Regions from separate parts of the Mus musculus genome. Here regions 1 and 2 are each linked to region 3. Evidence: chromatin contacts called from public HiChIP or PLAC-seq and promoter capture Hi-C data. All regions are on one chromosome and are shown on one strand. Each heading gives the region's core, a stretch centred on a gene start, on an enhancer-like site or on the middle of the called end of the contact. The rest is flanking DNA. Distances are from core to core; before and after follow the strand shown.

Region 1 (3,390 bases), core at 349-2,848, 220 kb after region 3:
ATATAATGCAGACATTTTGGGCTCTCCCTCCCTCCTCTCTCCCTATTCAGCCACCCCCTGCCCTCCGGAGACTCCCTTGACCTCAATCCTTGGGGCCAGTGACCTCTCCCAAGAGCAGCTTCCCAATAAATTTGCCTTAAATATTGTCTAATCTGGCTTGAATCACCTGCGGAGAAATCAAGCCCATCCCTTTAAAAAATCCAAGTGCAAACAAATGATTACTGTAACATCTGAGATGGAGGGCTCCAAGGGCTGACATGGACTGTTGGAGGAATGGAATGATTAGCCCTCTTCATGCCTTGGACGGACAGGCCCAGCAGCCGGGAGGGACCGTGAGGGACTCAGGTCTCAGCACCAGAGACAGGCAGTGTGGCAGGGTCTGTGAAGAGAGGAATCAGAGCACTGTGCAGAAGTGGCTTTCACGAGGTAAAGGTGGTTTCACAGCTGGAGCCGGGCAGGAAGCTGGCGAGGGGGCAGGAAGCAGGATATGTGGGCAGGAGTACCCTCTTTGGATGCAAACTGACTTTTCCACATGAGAAAACTTGCCAGTAGGGTTGCTGTGCTGGTGTCTGAGTTTATGTAAGTAAAGCATTCAGTAGTGCTACATGGATATAAGCTGTAAGTATGTTAACATTGATTTTTTTTAAAAAAATGTTTAAATATTTAAAAATTTACCCAGTTGTTTCACATCCTCATAGGCTTCCTATTGCAACTGTGGAAAGTCAGAACGTTCACCTTGGCTCACAGGGAGGACAAAACAATTTCATATCCTGGGATGTTTCCCTCCCTCCCTCCCTCCCTCTGTACTGAGTATAGAACCCAGGATCTTCAGTCGTGCTAGGCAAGCTCTCAACCACTGAGCTACAGCGCTGAATTCCCTTGGTTTGTGCTTGAAAGGGTTTAAAGCCTTTGGGCACGGATAAGCCATAGGTGTCATTTCTTAGGAAATGTTCAATTTTTGGGTTTGGGGTTTGTTTTGTTTTTTTTAGCTTTATTCTTATTGTTTTTATTTATCTTTATGTGTGTCTGTGTAAACGTATGACACGTATGTGCAAGTGTCCACCAAGGCCAGAAGAAGTCAGATCCTCTGAAGCTAGAGTCAAAGGCTGTTGTGAGCTACCCTGTCTTGGTCCTCTGGAGGAGCAGCAGGCTCTCCTAGCTGCTGCACCATCTCCGTAGTCCCCGCCTTATGGTTTTTTCACTAACCCGGAACGTGCTGATATGGCTGGCTTGATTGGCCCCCAAGTCCCGGGGAGCCAAGCACGAGCCTGCCCTTTTCCTGTGTGGTTTTTGAGGCTCAAACCCAGATCTTCATGTCTGCCTGGTAAACACGTTACTGACTGAGCCACCCCTCAGCCCCTTTCTTCTCTTCTCTTCTCTTCTCTTCTCTTCTCTTCTCTTCTCTTCTCTTCTCTTTCCTCTCCCCTCCCCTCCCCTCCCCTTTTCTTTTCTTTTTGTTGTTGTTGTTTTTAAATAAATTTTGTTTATAATACAAGCAGGAATTCCATGTAGAATTTTTATTTGTATATCAAGTGGTCCACTGACAATCTTATCAAGAAAGGAACGTATCACGATGTCTTAGCAGTTGCTTGTACTCAGGGACAGCATTGTCTCGTGTCACATTTTCGGCATGGGTTTAAATGCTAGTTTGGTGACATTGGTGGTACAGTATGTAGAAACATCTTGGGTGCACATTTATCCTGTACCTGTAATTTCCCATCTGTGTCTGAACTGACAGGAAAACAGACGTGTGGCGAGGCTCTGTTGGTTTGAGGGTTTAGTCCACCAGGAAAGCTAGGGGCGACAGGAAACTCGCCAAGTCTAACTCAGAAAGACTGCAAAATCAGTGAAACTTCCATTATTTGAATCGTGATTAAATGTAGAACTCGTTATTATGGAAGTACGGATTTAAAATATCGGAATGGCGTTGCACCCCCTTTAAGACTTTTTAAAAATTATATTGCAAGCTTTAGTTCCTTGTTTCACATTTGATACAGTTTCATCGTGTAACCCAGGCTGGTCTCAATCTTGTGTCTTCCTACTTTAACCTCCTGATATGCAGGGGCTCCTAGCCTGTGCCAGCACTCCTAACGTCTCCCGAGCATCAGGGCCAGCCAGTTAAGAAAGCTTTTGTTTTCTTTTTTATAGTTCAGGAGTTGTTTGGGCAGAATGCAGCCGGCGATGGCTGACTTAGACTGTTTAATATATTCTGAGATCAGATCAGGAATTAGTCTCGTCCTCAGGTCGAATTAAGTTTCCTGTTACAGTCTTTCAGCGTATGTAGACTGAATGTCCTAGGATTGGCTAACAGTGGGTGTTAGTTAGCCGTAGGTGGTACCCATCAGTGCCAACGCTGGGAGTTGTCAGGGCCAGGAGTCGAGGCGGATGTTGCTGCCCTGCTACTCACACTCCCAGAAAACTGGTCTGCAGCCATCACATGGCCTTGCTTCCATTTAATGCCTGTCTCAGGCTTGTTGAGGCCTCTCTTAAGTCCCACCCTGTCTGTTGTGTGTAGGTGGAGAAGTAGGTCAGAGGGAATATTTCAGTGCACAGGTATGCAGGTGGACCTTGCTCTTTCTTCTCAAACCTGTATGTTTGCTCAGTACATGGGGAGTCCTGAGCCATTGCTCCCAGGGGAGATACAGAGGTAGGTTTCTGAGAGTCTCTAGTCAAACACTTGACTGACTGGTCAATGTGTAACCTTATTTTATGTGTGCTTCGGTTAAAGACAACTTGTATATATATCATCTGTTCACTGCCACCAGCTCACTTGACAAAGCAGCTCATTTAATGTGTTTCTTTACAAAATGTGTCTCATCTTTGTGCTTAAGAGGATTATACATTTTACAGCATTTTAGTTTTAGGGGCCATTGTAAGTGAAAATATTGTGACCAGCAAAACCGAGGAAAAGGTACTTACTTTAAGGTAGTACAGAAGTCAAAGGAGGCCAGTCACCATCTTGCTTGACCCCAGTGAGCATGTGCCATCTGGTTGGAGATGGTCCCAGTCTTGAGCCTGACTGCAGTGTGCACATGCACACACATGCAAAACTGCTAAGTTTTTTGTTTGTTTGTTTGGTTGGTTTTGGTTTTTTGAGACAAGGTTTCTCTGTGTAGCCCTGGCTGTCCTGGAACTCACTTTGTAGACCAGGCTGGCCTCAAACTCAGAAATCCGCCTGCCTCTGCCTCCCAAGTGCTGGGATTACAGGGCATGCGCCACCACTGTCCGGCTAAGTGCTGAGTTTTTAAAAGAATATCTTTTACTATTCTTGGACAACTTCGTGCATGTATCCAGTGTAGCTTGGTTATACCCACCCAGAGCGATGACATTTTAAGTCTGATCTTCTCGAGGTGAATTTTTAGCAATGAGGTTTGACTACTCTGGTGGGAA
Region 2 (3,494 bases), core at 878-3,377, 140 kb after region 3:
TGGAGCTGTAAGACCCCCTTTCGGGGACCCCCACTCTAGTCTCAGGAGAGAGAGTGCACCCAAAGAAACACAGGAACCCTTGCTGCAAACACACGAGGCAGTTTAATGGCAGAGCTCCGGGTCGAAATGTATCTCATGCAGGAGACAGTGGATTCGACCCCGAGGCTCGAAAGCTAGGGGTTTTTATGGGGTAAAGGGCTTAGGGGTGGGGAACTCAACATAGCGACACAATATTGGCTTATTCAAACATCAGCAGAAAGATTACATGTCAGCAAAAGGAATACGTGCAGGTCAGGTGTCAGGGTTCTGTGAGTTGGATGTTTATCAATGCTAGCAGAGTATCTGGCTAATTTATGACTTTAAACTGAGTCAAAGGGCAATGGGCAGAGGGAGGTGCTGGGCCAGATGGTTGTCGACTCAGTTCATATAGCCCTGTTACGTCCTCACATTCCTCTTTATCTTTATGGTCAAGCTGTTCCCAGGAATGCTTTAACAACGGGGCATGCCCGGGTTTGTTCTTCTTTGTTCTCAGCCCCAGGCAGCCTCTAGGCTCACAAACAACCAGCAATTTCTGAGTACTTTATATGACTTACAGGTCTTAAAATTTCATCTTTCTTTCAGAGCCAGGCATGATAATACATGTCTATAAATCCCAGTGCCTGGGAGACTGAGGCAAGAGAATTGCACATAAGTTCAAAGGTAACTTGGACTATATAGCTAAGTTCCAGGCCAGCCAGTGCTGCAAGAGGCTGTCTCAATAAGTAAATCTTTAAAGTATCTTCTAAATAGCATAGTGAACATTTCTGGTCCTCGCGCTGATATTGCTATCTGTGGAGAGCTTTTGGGGCCACTTAGCAGGGGTCTGACATTGGGCCATGACAAGGAAGTAAGCTCAGGCAGGACTCTAATTTTAGGCTAAAACAGGGAAGTAAGGTCAGGCAGGAATCTGATTTTTAAGGTAGAACAAAGAAGTAGGCTTTAGGCATGAATATGACTTTGGGCTAGGACAGGGAAGTAGGCTCAGATACCTTGGTCATCCTGATAAGCCCTTAGAAATAGTGATCATGAGAGTGATCATGGGACTTTGTTTATTGCCTTGCTTGTTCCTGGCCTATTTGTGTTTATTGTCTTGCTTGTTCCTCAGCCTAGAACTGATCTTATTACCTGCATGTAATTAAAATGGTATAAAAGCAGTTTGGGAAAAAGAAATAAACCTGCCTCAGTCTCAGAACTGTCTGGGGTCATGCCACAGTGTTGTCTAATTGTCTTTTTTCTTTTTAATCCTCACTCCTGCTCTGGAGAACCTGTTGACCGACTGAGCTGGCTTGGTCAGCTATCCTACCCACTGTTGCATCTTTTCATTTAAGTATTGTCAAAACATAAAATAATACCATCACAGCCTAGAACATTGGGAACCTCAATTGGGGGCCATGGGGGTGGGTCACAGATTTTCATACCAATTTTAGTGTTTGCATACAGTATTGTTTACAAATCATTGGAAATTTTTTCATGTGGAAATATTTATTTTATGTGTGTCTGTTGTGTGCACATGTGTGCAGGTATATAGACTCAGGATGCTACCTGTCAAGGCCAGAGGCTGACACCAGGCATCTTCCTCTAACTGCACTGCAGAGACACGTCTCTCATTGAACCGGAGACTCAGCAGCAAGTCCTAGAATCTGTCTCTGCTCCACAGTGTTAGGGTTCAATAATTGCAGAAGAGTGATACCCCAGACCTAAACAGTATGCAAAAGCCAAGAGCTTTTATTCAGCTGAATTTCCTGCATGCAGGGGTCTCCCCATTTGGAAATGGAGACCCCTAGTGAGCATACAAGCTCAGCTTTTATTGTCAGTTAGGAGAATTCCAGGGACAGGTGTGTGCCCTTTTATTTTGATGAGTTAGCTGCATAGGGATCTGACTGATTCTACAATTGGTTAGGGCTCTAGAGACCTCCCTGGCTGGGGGGGGGGGGGTAGGGGCTGTCATTTATTCATTCTATCTACCTATTCTTACTTCAGACCGGATGACAAGATGTCCTCGGTTTGGCTGCATGCAGCTGTGGCTGACCACAGCTTCCTGGATCCAGGTTCTCATTTCTTGGAAACAGAAACCCAGGCCTAGTCTCTCAAACTGCCAGTTTGCAGCGTATCATGGAGTCAGCCTGGCTCTGGGTAACTCGGTCCTCTGAACAGTACTGCCTTGAGAGGTGAGAGGCATGTGCACCCACACCCAGCCTTCTACACAGATGCTGGGGACTTGAGCCTAGGTTGTCTGGCTTTCACACCACACACTCTTATCCAGCGAGACAACTCTCCAGCTCCATGTACGAAATCTTTAGAAAAAAGGGCTGGGAGATAGCTCAGAGATTAAGAGCACTAAATGCTCTTCTAGAGGTCCTGAGTTCAAATCCCAGCAACCACATGGTGGCTCACAACCATCTGTAATGGGATCAGATGCCCTCTTCTGGTGTGTCTGAAGACTGTTACAGTGTACTTACATATAATAAATAAATAAATCTTTAAAAAAAATCTTTAGAAAAAACCAGAGCTTCCTAGAAAGGGCTCATTATGCAAAATTTGCCCCTTCTTCAAATACACTGGCCTCACTTAGATACAGAAAGAATTGTCTAAGAGCGTAAAGAGATCAACATTTTTAAATGAGATTTGCGGTAATATAAAGAGACCATGCACCCCCAACTTCAAGTGAATTATAATCTTTTACTGTTAGCAGATAACGGGGAAAGGGGCCTAGTATAAACTCCTAAACCTAAGAACAGTGGAAGGAACATTGCCTGTTCCAGGTCTGAGAGAAGCAATCTCCCAAATTCCCGGGAGAAAGCAAAGGGAAGATAAGTATTCATGTCTGTGAAGGAGGCCAGTGAGATTCACTGTCCAGGTATATCCTGTCTTACACACACACACACACACATGCACACAAACACACACACATGCATGCACACACACACTAACAACAGACATAATCCCGTTTTTCAATTTACATATAAGAAAAATTAGGAAGACAATATTGTTGAGATAAAACTATCAAGCTTGGGACTAAAGCCAAGGCATCTAACTCTCTTTCTTTCCCCCAAGCCCTGCCTCGTCTCTCTATCTCTTCCCTCTCTCTCTCTCTGTCTTTCACCTCCTGCATCTCCTCTCCCTCTTCTTTCTCTCTGTCTCTCTCTCTCTCTGTCTCTCTCTCTCTCTCTGTCTCTCTCTCTCATTCTGTCATTTTTTGACATTATACCATATCTTCTCCCCCACCCCCAGGTATGAACCCCTAGTACAATGTTGACCTGCCACTGACCTGCAAGAGTTTGCTCAACTCCCGTTCAATGAGGTGAGGGGTAACTTCAGTACATTAGCTTCCTGGATTTCTGGACTTGTAAACTTGCCTCTACCCATATCACAAACCCCTAAGCCTGGTCTAGTCCATACCTGAATAGATTTTATGTGTTTTCATAGCTGCTGAGAAGTTGTTGGTTTTTTTTGTT
Region 3 (3,501 bases), core at 899-3,398:
CTCTGGAGGCAAATGTCTAAGCAAGTTCAAGTCCAGAGACAACTCAAGTGTAGCATGGCCTGGGTCCCTGGTCACCTCTCACAGGGCAGTGGTTTTGTGAATTCAAGGAAGGAGCTTACACCGTTTACCAAGAACTGATAAAAGCCACTGGGTCACGTGAATATCAGATAGAAAGTAATAGATTAGGTAGAATATATTAGTTTTATAATTATAATTATTTAATGTATATTTTAAACACTTCTGCTTGGGACACTGCAGGGAAGAAAAATACTTGTGGCTGCCTGTTATGTGGTAAAGGCTTGGTTAGCATTACTATTGCCTGCTTAGTGATAGTTGGCAGCTCCAAGGTTTATCCATATGCCATCACTGATCCAGGTTTTAAGCATTCCCCGAAAGCCTAGTTAGAAACATAGTTCTGATCACAGAAGAAGAGAAAACACAGCCAGGCTTTTCTTCTTAGATGAACACCTAAGGACCCGTCATATCTTTTGTAATTTTCGTTACGATTCTTCTCCAGTAAACTGCACGAAATAACAATTGACACTTAATGTAATTGTCATTGCAAATGAAATTGTCATCCCTTGTGAAATCACTGTGATATAGCCCCAAAACACCAGTAGTGAAATTTATCAAATACTTATATTCATAAACCTCTGAGGCACTTTGTGTGGATGTGTAGAGTCAGATGCAGTTGCGATTTATCCCGGTGTCATTAATAAATTCTCTACAACTGGCATTGTATTTACAATTATTCACTATTACTGAATTCTCTACAACTGGCATTGTATTTACAACTTCGAGTTGGTGATACATTTTCAAATTACAAGAAGGCAAAACATCTTACTTCTCAGATGAACAAGCAGAATTGAAAGCAAGGGCAGATAGGGATCAGACCCACAAAACACAAGAGATGGGAAGCAAAGAGAAAAGGCAAAAATAAACACTGCAGAAACTGGGTTCAGAGGAAGCACCACACAGCACTGTATTGCACCGCACACAGAACAACACAGCACAGCACCACACTGCATCACACCTCGTCCCACCACACACAGCATAACACAGCACCACACTGCACATAGTAGCACATACAGCTCAGCACCGCACCGCACCGCACACAGAACAAAACAACACAACACAACACAACACAACACAACACAACACAGCACAGCACCACACTGTATCACACCTCGTCCCACCACACACAGCATAACACAGCTCTGCACTACACACAGTAACACACACAGCACCACACAGCACATACCTGATTTGCCCGTCCTCCATGTAGGTGGTTTTGTAAAAACCCACAAGGGAACCGTTCAGCCAGCCTTTAAACTCCATGGTCAGCCGATAGACACTGTCCCCACTGGTGGCCGCAAGGTCTTCTGCAGCCTGGATCACCACGTACTCCTGCTTCTTATACTCGAAGCACCGTCGAATTGGTACCTGCTCCCCAGAGGGCCTCCTTAGCTCCGGCAGCTTGGTGATCTTGGTCTCCCTGATGTGGAGCCATAGGTCACGAGTGGGTTTGCTCAAGTTGACAGAGATGGTCACTATTCCCGTGTACCTGTCTTCCTCCATCAGGGCCTTCACCTCCAGGTCGTAGTGAACTGGATTGATGAAGTCAGGCAGCCTGAAGTTTTTCCATTCTCCGCTTTCATCTTCACTGTCAGGGCAGACATTCTGGTCCTGAGGAGGGAGGGCAGTGCTGGCTTCCGGAGGAGGTTGGGAAGGAGCTGGGGTTGTGTCCTGCTCACACGACCTGGTCAAACCCACAGAAAGTCCCACTATTAATCCAACTGCCACCACTACTCCACAGATGATGGCCACGTGTTTGCCTTTAATGCAGTATTTCTTGGAGGGCTCTTCCTCTGCAAAGTTCATTTTCTCCCCCGAAGTCAGATGTTACACATGAAAGGATGTTAAATTTAACTAACTTTCCTTGTCAGCTGACTTCCCTTTTCAATTGGAAGGCGTCCGATCCCTGGCAGCTTGGCTTCGCTTTCCCACACCTCTCCCTCTTCCCGGTCCTGCTCGTCCCCACCGGCCACTCCAGGATGAATGCGGAGACCAAGGAGTAGGATGGAGACGCAGAAGAGAAGCTGACTTGAAGGAGGAGGACTGATGAGAATGTTGGCTCAGCGCTATATAAACAGCGTCTCCCCAGGCCTGCCCCTTCTGAACTGGAGCGAGTTAAATATAAAACAGGGCTTGAGCTTATCGGCCAATACAGCAAAGGGGTGGGGGTTGGGAGAGGTGGAGATGTTGCCAAACCTCTGTCAGCTTCAGAGAAATCACTTGGCAAAGAGGTGTGCTTACGATAGAAAACGCAACCTTTGCCATCAGATCTAGGGCTTCTTCTTGCTGTGTGAGCAGCCGGGCTCTCTCAGCCAAAGGGCTTCTTAAATTTCACTATTTTATTAGGTTGCTTGCCAAAGAAGCTAAGCGTGATTTTTTTGTTGTTTTTTTTTTTTTTTTCTCCTCCTCTTTTCCTTCAAATTATGTAAACATTCCATTTCTGCCCTCTGCGGAAATCATATCTTAGAGTTCGATACTTGGAGGAGTTTCTAAGTTTAAGGATCATTTAGTCAGTCAGTGACAGAGTTACAGGACCAGGTAGTCCAAGGCAGGTAGATGGAAGGCAGAAGGGGAAATGCGAAGCAACTGGCCAGGTCAGGAAAGCCGAAAAAGGGGAAGGAGAGTGAGGGGGGGAGGGGGAACTTTGGAAAGTCTGAGAGTTTGTCCCAAAACGAGAGTATGCTCTGCAAACTTAGGAATAGTATGTCAGCTTTGGAGCAGATAGCAGCTGTAATGGCTGGCCCTACCAGAGAGCCATTAGCAATGATGTCATTGGTAGGGAGTGAAGGTATGCATAGAGGATTACAACTTCTTATGAGTAGCCAAGTTGCAAACACTAGCCATTGCTGACAATGGCAATGCAAACGTAATGTAGCTATGGAGGTTTTGAGAATTATATATAGTATTTTCTATAAGGTACTTTATAGAAACTAGCATACAAATTTTTTCCCACAATCCCATGCAATTGATTCTATTTGGCTGCCTGTTATAGAGATGGTGAAGGACACGCAGCTGGCAGTAGCAGAATTGGTGTCTGAGTTGAAGGGCCATGTAGTTACTGCACTGCACAGATTTTCTTATATAAAGAGAAGGAATATTCAAGATTAAATGATTATTAAAGGCTTAGCATTTTCCAAAGAGCAATTCCCATGGTCTAGGTAAGATAACATTAAAATCTCTGTCTGGGGAGATGGCTTAGTAAGTTTGTGCCTTGCAGCAGGCACGAAGGCCTGAGTTTGGTTACTAGTACCCACATTAAAAAAAAAAAAACAAACAAACGAACAAACAAACAAGCCCAAGTATAATGGTATAAAACTCGGAATGCCAGTGTTGGAGAGGTGTAGGCAACGGGATCATTGAAGCTCACCAACTCCTCAGCCTAGCCCACTTGGCGAGTTAAGAGCAAAGCCAAGATGGTTGTCTGTC

Evidence for each region. Promoter capture Hi-C pulls out the DNA fragments that hold promoters and counts their contacts. HiChIP or PLAC-seq counts read pairs in DNA pulled down with a chosen protein or histone mark.
Region 1: an H3K4me3 HiChIP or PLAC-seq map of the 230-238 cell line shows a contact between it and region 3, with 20 read pairs. The contact joins the enhancer-like site here to the promoter of Enpep in region 3. A contact is called at or near these places in 7 of 39 promoter capture datasets (the C10 cell line, the SN4741 cell line, liver and 3 more), 2 of 115 datasets of contacts at active chromatin or transcription factors (the 230-238 cell line and embryonic stem cells) and 1 of 9 other capture datasets (adipose tissue).
Region 2: a contact with region 3 is called in a promoter capture Hi-C map of liver, with 2.6 times the contacts expected there. The contact joins the enhancer-like site here to the promoter of Enpep in region 3. A contact is called at or near these places in 9 of 39 promoter capture datasets (the 3T3-L1 cell line, the C10 cell line, HPC-7-derived erythroid cells and 6 more), 1 of 15 datasets of contacts at CTCF or cohesin (large pre-B cells), 1 of 115 datasets of contacts at active chromatin or transcription factors (large pre-B cells) and 2 of 9 other capture datasets (adipose tissue and liver).

Annotation. Positions count from the first base shown.
Region 1 is chr3:129,552,158-129,555,547 of GRCm38.p6, forward strand. All of the region lies in intron 2 of Elovl6 (ELOVL family member 6, elongation of long chain fatty acids (yeast)), which reads left to right. Among named protein-coding and RNA genes, the nearest start is that of Gm35986, 21 kb to the left of the region's middle. Within about 2 kb of position 1,599, at least 130 of the 459 cell types and tissues checked have an H3K27ac peak or open chromatin away from gene starts, as enhancers often do. A contact at or near this core is called in the 230-238 cell line, embryonic stem cells and pre-B cells, where this site is marked.
Region 2 is chr3:129,468,179-129,471,672 of GRCm38.p6, forward strand. No RefSeq gene overlaps it. Among named protein-coding and RNA genes, the nearest start is that of Gm35787, 47 kb to the left of the region's middle. Within about 2 kb of position 2,128, at least 56 of the 459 cell types and tissues checked have an H3K27ac peak or open chromatin away from gene starts, as enhancers often do. A contact at or near this core is called in liver and pre-B cells, where this site is marked.
Region 3 is chr3:129,330,601-129,334,101 of GRCm38.p6, forward strand. Enpep (glutamyl aminopeptidase) reads right to left here and starts at 2,149. Exons shown (of 20, transcript NM_007934.3): 1 at 1,262-2,149. The coding sequence starts at 1,881.